Regions from separate parts of the Mus musculus genome. Here region 1 is linked to region 2. A link is a contact called in public promoter capture Hi-C data. All regions are on one chromosome and are shown on one strand. The core of a region is the stretch at or near the end of the contact, and the rest is flanking DNA. Distances in the headings are between cores, read along the strand shown. Region 1 holds the start of Denr (density-regulated protein). Region 2 holds the start of Brap (BRCA1 associated protein).

Region 1 (3,549 bases), core at 362-2,861, 2.2 Mb after region 2:
TGCTTACCAACTGGGCCATGCTCCAAGCTCTGTATCATGGTGTGCTTTTTCTTTTTCTTTCTGGTTTTTTGTTTGTTTTTTAAACATAAGTCTTACTGTGTAGCCTTGGGTGACCTTAAACTCAGCAATCCTTCTGTTTCAGCTGTCTAAGTGCTGAAACTACAGGCATATAATGCACACACACACACACACACACACACCACACACATACACACCCACACCCACACACACACCCACACACACCACATACACACACACACCACATACACACACACACACACACACCACACCCACACACACATACACACACACACACACCACACACACACACACACACACACACACACGAACACTCATCCACACACCCACACACATATATACAGGGTTTCAGGGTTTCTCTGTGTAGCTCTGGCTATCCTGGAACTTGCTCTGTAGATCAGGCTGGCCTCAAACTTAGAAATCCACCTGCCTCTGCCTCCTGAGTGTTGGGATTAAAGGTGCATATCACCCACCATGCTTAGCGAAATGTACATCTTTGCTGTGTGGGGTTTTTTTTTCCAGTCTGTAGATTAAACCCAGAGCCTTGTACGTTCAACACAAATGCCCTACGCTTACAGGCCAACAGCTTTGAACTTTGTAGACTAGGTTGGCCTAAAACTCAGACATTGGCCTGCCTCTGTCTCCCAAGTGTTGGGATTAGGGCTGGGCCTGTAACTCAAGGCAGAGCTCTTCTGTAGCATTCACAAAACCCTGGGTTCAATTCCCGGCACCAAAGGAAAGTTCCGGGAGGGGGGCCATATTTGGGTAGCTTAGTTCATGAAGGTGATGTTAAAAGCAAAAACGCAATGGTCTTTCTACCAGGCCCTTTCTGAGCTCCGAAAGTGTCCCAGTGCTATTCCTGTTTCACAAGTGGGACTTGGGCTGAGTATGCAGATGAAGGGATTTCCCCAAACTAAAAACAAGGAAGCAAAATTTAGACAAGGACCCGTGTGGTTAAAACCAGAAATCCTGAGACCGGATGGGAAAATCCCCGTTATAGAACACGTAGAAGGTGAAATATGCAAAAAGGAGCATATGGGAACAGTCGTCAGCCTGATGAAATAAATTCAAACAGTAATTAATATGACCTTTGCACGAGTAATTCCTATTTAGGGAATCGGAATGAAATAAAACCCTATGTCTCATTCAGCCACCATCTCTACGCCGTGGGGTGACTTATGCATCAGGCTAGTTAGTGGTTAGTCGGGACACTAGGATGTAGCCCAGACACTGGGGCAAGGCTGCCCACATCATTAATAGAGAGTCACCTGTGACTCAAGAACCTCTGCGCCAGTCCAGTCCACGCCCCACTGCGCAGGGACAGCCTGAGCCGCTGGCTCCCCCTTTGCCAATGGATAGCCAGCGCCCCCTACCGTCCGGCCGCCTCTACGCAACTCGGTCCCGTTTCCCCACCCCACACCCCTTCCCCCGGGCTCCACGCATGGGCGCATGCTCCTCCCTTTTTGGGCCCCGCCCACCCCGGCACGGTGGCGTCTCGCGACATCCTCCTAGCGGCTGGCCGGGGATATCGCGATAAAGGCTCATTGTCTCGCGCGAGCGCGCCCCAGCAGCGAATTTCGGGGCAGCCGTGGCCGGGAAGAGGAGTTGCATGTGTCGCTTCAGCTGGCGGGAGCGGAGGCGGCGGGGGCCGTGCGACCGGCTGGGTAATGAGCGCTCTCATTCGCGCTGCTGCGGCGGCCTCCCCGGGAGCTGGCGGCGCTGCCGAGGCGGCCCAGGCGCTGCCTAAAGCAGGAAGGGGGCCGGGCCGGGCGTCTCCACGCCCGCCCACATGGGGGCCTCCTGTGGAGTCCCCGGGATGTCCCCCTTAGCCCAGCCTTCCAGCGGGCTACCTGTCCTTTTCCCCAGGCCTGGCCCGATTTCCCCTCCCCAGGCTGTGGCATTGCCGTCCTTGTCCCTGGCTTGGTCTCTTTTCGGGATTTTGCTGTCGCCGCACCTTGCATTCTGGGCACCTCGAGTGACTTCGTCCCTGTCGTGCCAAGGTGTCCATAGCCTTTTAACTGCAGGCTGCATCCCTCCCATAGCAACCTCAGACCTGCCCCGTCTCTGTTGAAGCCACCAGCCCAACTCTGTCCCCCTTACTGCTTCCTCTTTTCCTCTGGTGTCCCTTTTTGCCCCTGCCCCAACACAGCCTTCATGGCCCCATTTAATTCTCGCTTCCCTGTAAACCCGTGGATGCAGGTAGATGAGGCTCCAGTTGATCATCAGTGACTCTAATGAGACTTCGTGTCCTTCTTTTAATAGACTCAAAACAGCTTTGGTGTTTGGGGGATACACAGTGGAAGCTAAGACTGCACCCCACCCCCAAGGCTGCTTATTTGGGGGGCGGGGGTCGAGCTTCTCAGATAGTGAAGTCGTGTGTGTCATTCTTGTTTCCAGGTTTGTGAGATGGCTACTGACATTTCTGAATCCAGCGGGGCGGATTGCAAAGGCGATACGAAGAACAGTGCCAAGTTAGATGCGGATTACCCTCTTCGAGTCCTTTATTGTGGAGGTAAGTGTTGGAACGACTGGCTCGCTGGTTTTTATACCTGATATTGATAGTTTCACATTTGGTCGTGTTCGCTCCCCCAACTGTCTTGGTTGTTGGGTGGATTCTTAGTTGAAGAGGGGGGGAGCCTAGTGAGGACCCATGGGTTGGTAGATGACTCCTTCTTTTCCAGGGTCACTTGGGTCTTGCGTCCTGGCCTGGAGGAGTTTCCTGGCCAATTGAAGTAGAGAGATACCAGGAGCCTGATCCCAGCCTGACTGGTGTTCCTTTGTAAGGAAAGCTTGTTGGAAGCTAAGGAGCCTTGGGGATAGTGAAGGATGGAAGAGCTAAGGTACAGAATCCTAAAGGAAATGAAGCAGGGCCTGGAGCTGTTGCTTGGTGGCACAGCACTTGTCCAGACAGTTCAAAGCCTCTACATTCAGTCCCAGTACTGGAGTGAGGAGGGGTCTGGGGGGAGCTTGATGTCTGACTAGAATCTTGAGTGGGTTTATTCTCCCCCACTACATCTTAATTTCATTTGTGCTTGTGTGTACTCATGCCACATCCATGTGTGGCTGTCGAGGACCTCGCGTGGGCCTTGGTTCTGTACACTGTGTGGATCCCGTGGCCCTCAGGCTTGGCATCAGGTGCCCCATATGCTCCTTGAGCAATGTTAAATTCTTACAGCACAGGGAGGGTGTTGGTTAAGGAGTAGACGGAGAAGATGAGGTCGGAGTGATGTGTAGTCCGACAGTCTGGGGAAAGTCCGGCTTGAATAATATGATGGGGTTTTGTGTGTGTATGTGTTTGTGTGTGCATGTGATAGCAGAGGTTAGTGTTGGATGACTCCCTGACTCACTCCGGTGTGTCAGTTCTTGGGAGAGGTCTCTCACTGCATCTGGCACGCACTAATGAGCTGGACCAGCAGGCTAACAGGCACTATGGATTCTTGGCCTCCCCAGGGTCGGGACTGAGGGCCTGTGGCTCGGCCTCCCCAGGTTTTACATGGATACTGAGGTTGC
Region 2 (3,645 bases), core at 172-2,671:
ACGCACCCCAAAAGGGTTATAGAAAGTGAAAGTTGAGCAGAAGTTGGGAAATCTTGGCATTAAAAGGCTTTAAGACATATTACATAGAAAATAGTATAAACACCTCTATATATTGTATGTTCCTGTTACAGGTACCATTTGTATCCATGGCCTCTCCCAGACCTCTTACACTATAGCATGTACACAATATTGTCCTTCCTGACATGTCATATTTTTTCTCCATATATGCACTAATCTTACCTGGCCTTTCTTCCTTTCTTTCTCCCTTTCTTTCTTTCTTTTCTCCTTCCTTTCTTTCTTTCCTTCTTTCTTTCTCTTATGTGTGTGTGTGTCCTGAACATTGTTTCGATTATATCGTGTGTATGTGTGTGTGTATTTTAGACACTGAACCCAGAGCCTATACCTAAAGCATTCTAACCCTTAAGTGCATTCCTCAGTGTGTGTGCTCACTATAGCACCTGCACAGAGGACAATCTTGAGTTAGTTCTATCCTGCCATCTTGTGAAGCACAAAGCCTTCAGCAGAAGCCTGGAAGTAACCCTGGCACTGATGAGGTGGAAAAGGCAGGAGGGTCAGAAGTTCAAGGACATCTGATTCCAATACGTAGAGAACATAGATTATCTTTTCTCCAATATATAGGGTTCTCAGTATCTTGGGCTACTCAAGACCTTGTCTCAGAACAACTCAAAACCTCAAAACAACTAAACAATGGCCAGACGGTGGTAGGGCAGGGCTGTATCCCACAACTCCAGAGGCTTAGGCAGGCAGATCTCTGAGTTCGAGGACAGCCTGGTCTACAGAGTGAGTTCTAGGACAGCTAGGCGTACTTGGAGCAACTCTGACTTGGAGAAGAAAACAACAAAAACAAACAAAAAATAAAACAAAACCAAACACATCCAAACCACAAAACCAAATTTAACCATGACCTATAGGCTTCCCAGCGTATCCCTGTCTCTTACACAGCGTTTTGTATCACACAACCGAGTGGTTATGCAATAACTAGCTCAGGATCGCACGAGTGCTGAAGCTTGTCCTGTCTGGGGCTGTTTTCTGTGTCCGCAAAAATAATCATCCCACGCAGCCCCGCAGTGCCCGGCTCTCAGTGGATTATCTGTGAAGTCATTGCGCTCCTAGCCAGCCCCTCGCCATACCTGCAGAAAGTTACAACCCTGAGGTCGAAGACCCAGGAAGCCTCAGAGTCTCTGCGGACCCATAGACTCTCGGTGAGCCCTGCGGGAAAACTAAGGAGGACAAACGTAGAGAGGGGTCAAACGCAAAATAGGAGCCAGGCGTCTTTGCGTGCTCTGCGCACGCTCCTCGGACCCTGTCCAGACGGTCAGCCAAGGGGGCAGAAGCAGCTGTCGAAAGCGCATGCGCGCCCGGGGCCTCGCCCCTTTCCGCGTGCGCGTGCGCGACCCGGCGGGTCAGAGACGGCGGCCGACAGGCGGAAGCGGAGGTTGTTGTGGCTCGGCAGGCTGCGCGCGACGGGGGCTGCCGCTGCTGAGGCGGCGGCCGCGGCTTCTGAGGCGGTGGCGGCGCTGCCGACCGCGGGCCGCTCGGCCTCTGGGCTCGGGCCGCAGCCTTCCGTCAGCCCACCGGGGCCCACGCCGAGCAGCGCCTGTCCTATGAGTGTGTCACTGGTGGTCATCCGACTGGAGCTCGCGGGTCACTCGCCGGTCCCCACCGACTTCGGCTTCAGCGCCGCCGGTGAGTCGGCGGCCTCGCGCCGGGCCGGAGGGTCGGCAGCCCTCGCTCCACCGGCCCCCGGACTTGCCGGGCGCCTCTGCTCGACGTCGCCCTCGCTGCGAGAAAGCGCGGCCCAGGGCGCGGGGGCGATGCTGTGCGCCTTTCCCAAGCTGGCAGTCAGACAGACCGGTGGGGAAAGGATTTGCCCAAAGTTAGGTGTGAGTGGCTGGAAACGCGAGTTTTAGCCCAGCCGGGGACCGAGAGGCTGACGTCTTCACCACCGGCCACAGACTTCCTTAGTGGGTCATGCAGCTTCGGCTCTTCCCGTGATCGTCACAACCTTACCTGATAGCATTGAGGATCCTGAAGTGAAGGCAGGAGGACAGGCAACCAGAAGCCAGGCAGGGTTGGGGGGGGGGGGCGGAAACCTGTCTCAAAAGACCGACGAGAAAAAGGTGTGTGTGGGAGGGCGATTGCTTGGTATCTGTCAAGAGTTTTGTCATGCCCTGAATCAGACTTGGTCTGATATGTGCCATACGGACTAAATGTCCCAAGTTGATGGAAAAGAGAAACGGACACTTAGTTTGGAGAGCTGGGCTGGCGCTCGTTCTCGGAAGGATGGCATCCTGGACACTCTGTGGGTCCATTCTTTGGAGCTGCAGTAGAAGAGTGTGTTGTGGTCTTTCTTGGTCTTTGAGACTCCAGTGACTTGATTTATTTCAAGGTTACAAGCGAAATTCCAGAGCTCAAAGTGACCCCTAGATCTGAAAGTCAGTTAAGTTGGCACTAGGCACAAACAGGTAACTTCATCCTGGCCCAGTCCTGGAGACATTTATGCAGTAAAGCCTAGGGGGAGAGTACCTACTGTGTGCTTAGATGTGTGGATCGGGTGCTGAGAACTCCTACTGTGTGCTTGGTTGTGTGGGTTGAGTGCCGTACTGGACAGGCCTGGTGCCTGCCTCAGAACTGATGTTAAGGAATTTCGGTCACATCTCCGGGTTTCTGAAATGCTGCTTATTCATTAATAAGTAGAGGGACAGAGGCAGACACTGGAAAAGAGCCTCATCCAGGGGGACACGCCATAGAGGAGCAGGAAAGCTATTGATTGATGTGCCAAGAAGTGAGAGGAATTTGTTCTGTCATTAGGTATTAATCTTTCATGTGTTCTCCAGCTGGAGAGATGTCTGATGAGGAGATCAAAAAGAAGACATTGGCTTCCGCTGTCGCCTGTCTAGAAGGGAAGTCAGCCGGGGAGAAAGCAGCCATCATCCACCAGCACCTTGGCCGTCGGGAAATGACGGATGTGATTATTGAGACCATGAAGGCCAGAGCAGGTATGCCCACAGGAAGCCTGGCCGCGCTCAAGTACTCTGAGCCCCTGGCTGGTTTTTGTTTTTTGGTTTTTGTTTGTTTGGTTTGGTTTGGTGTTTTTTGCGGTTGATGAGCAGCTGAGGCTGGGTACATTTGTTAATGAGTATGGCCTTGAAGTAATCTTGCTACGTTCACCTCCTGAGTGGTGGGATCATGTGTATGCATCCGTATGTCCAGTTTGCATCCTGCTGGGCACAGACCCAGGGCTTCATACATGTAAGGCTAGCGCTCTCCCAACTGAGGTATAGTTCCAGCATGCTTTTTCCCCCCAGCACTTGTGTTCTTTATGTGATTTGTGAAGCATATTTCATTGTCTTTTTTGAAAGGGTTATGTAAACCCTGGAGTTTGGAAACATACCCCAAGACCCTGTTTTAAGAGAGTAATACAGGAGAAACTAGATTGGTTGTCACAAAGTGGGCTCTTCCCTCTGGTGGGAATGCTTATAACTACTAACTCTGCTCCAGTGGAGCAGTTCCCGGGGAAGCCTGCTGCCCCGTCCCTGCCCTACCGGCCTACACAGCTGAGGAAGTGGATGCTTTCTGCATCTATAGCATAGGTGTGGTCACAACTGGAAGGTTCAGTTTTCA

The links. Capture Hi-C pulls out chosen DNA fragments and counts their contacts.
Region 1: a contact with region 2 is called in a promoter capture Hi-C map of liver, with 2.1 times the contacts expected there. The contact joins the promoter of Denr here to the promoter of Brap in region 2. A contact is called at or near these places in 4 of 39 promoter capture datasets (hippocampal neurons, liver and pre-B cells) and 1 of 9 other capture datasets (liver).

The regions. Positions count from the first base shown.
Region 1 is chr5:123,905,664-123,909,212 of GRCm38.p6, forward strand. It overlaps Denr (density-regulated protein), which reads left to right and starts at 1,612. Exons shown (of 8, transcript NM_026603.4): 1 at 1,612-1,703; 2 at 2,437-2,551. The coding sequence starts at 2,446.
Region 2 is chr5:121,659,142-121,662,786 of GRCm38.p6, forward strand. Brap (BRCA1 associated protein) reads left to right here and starts at 1,422. Exons shown (of 12, transcript NM_028227.3): 1 at 1,422-1,707; 2 at 2,859-3,020. The coding sequence starts at 1,626. It overlaps Acad10 (acyl-Coenzyme A dehydrogenase family, member 10), which reads right to left and starts at 1,369. Exons shown (of 21, transcript NM_028037.4): 1 at 1,152-1,369.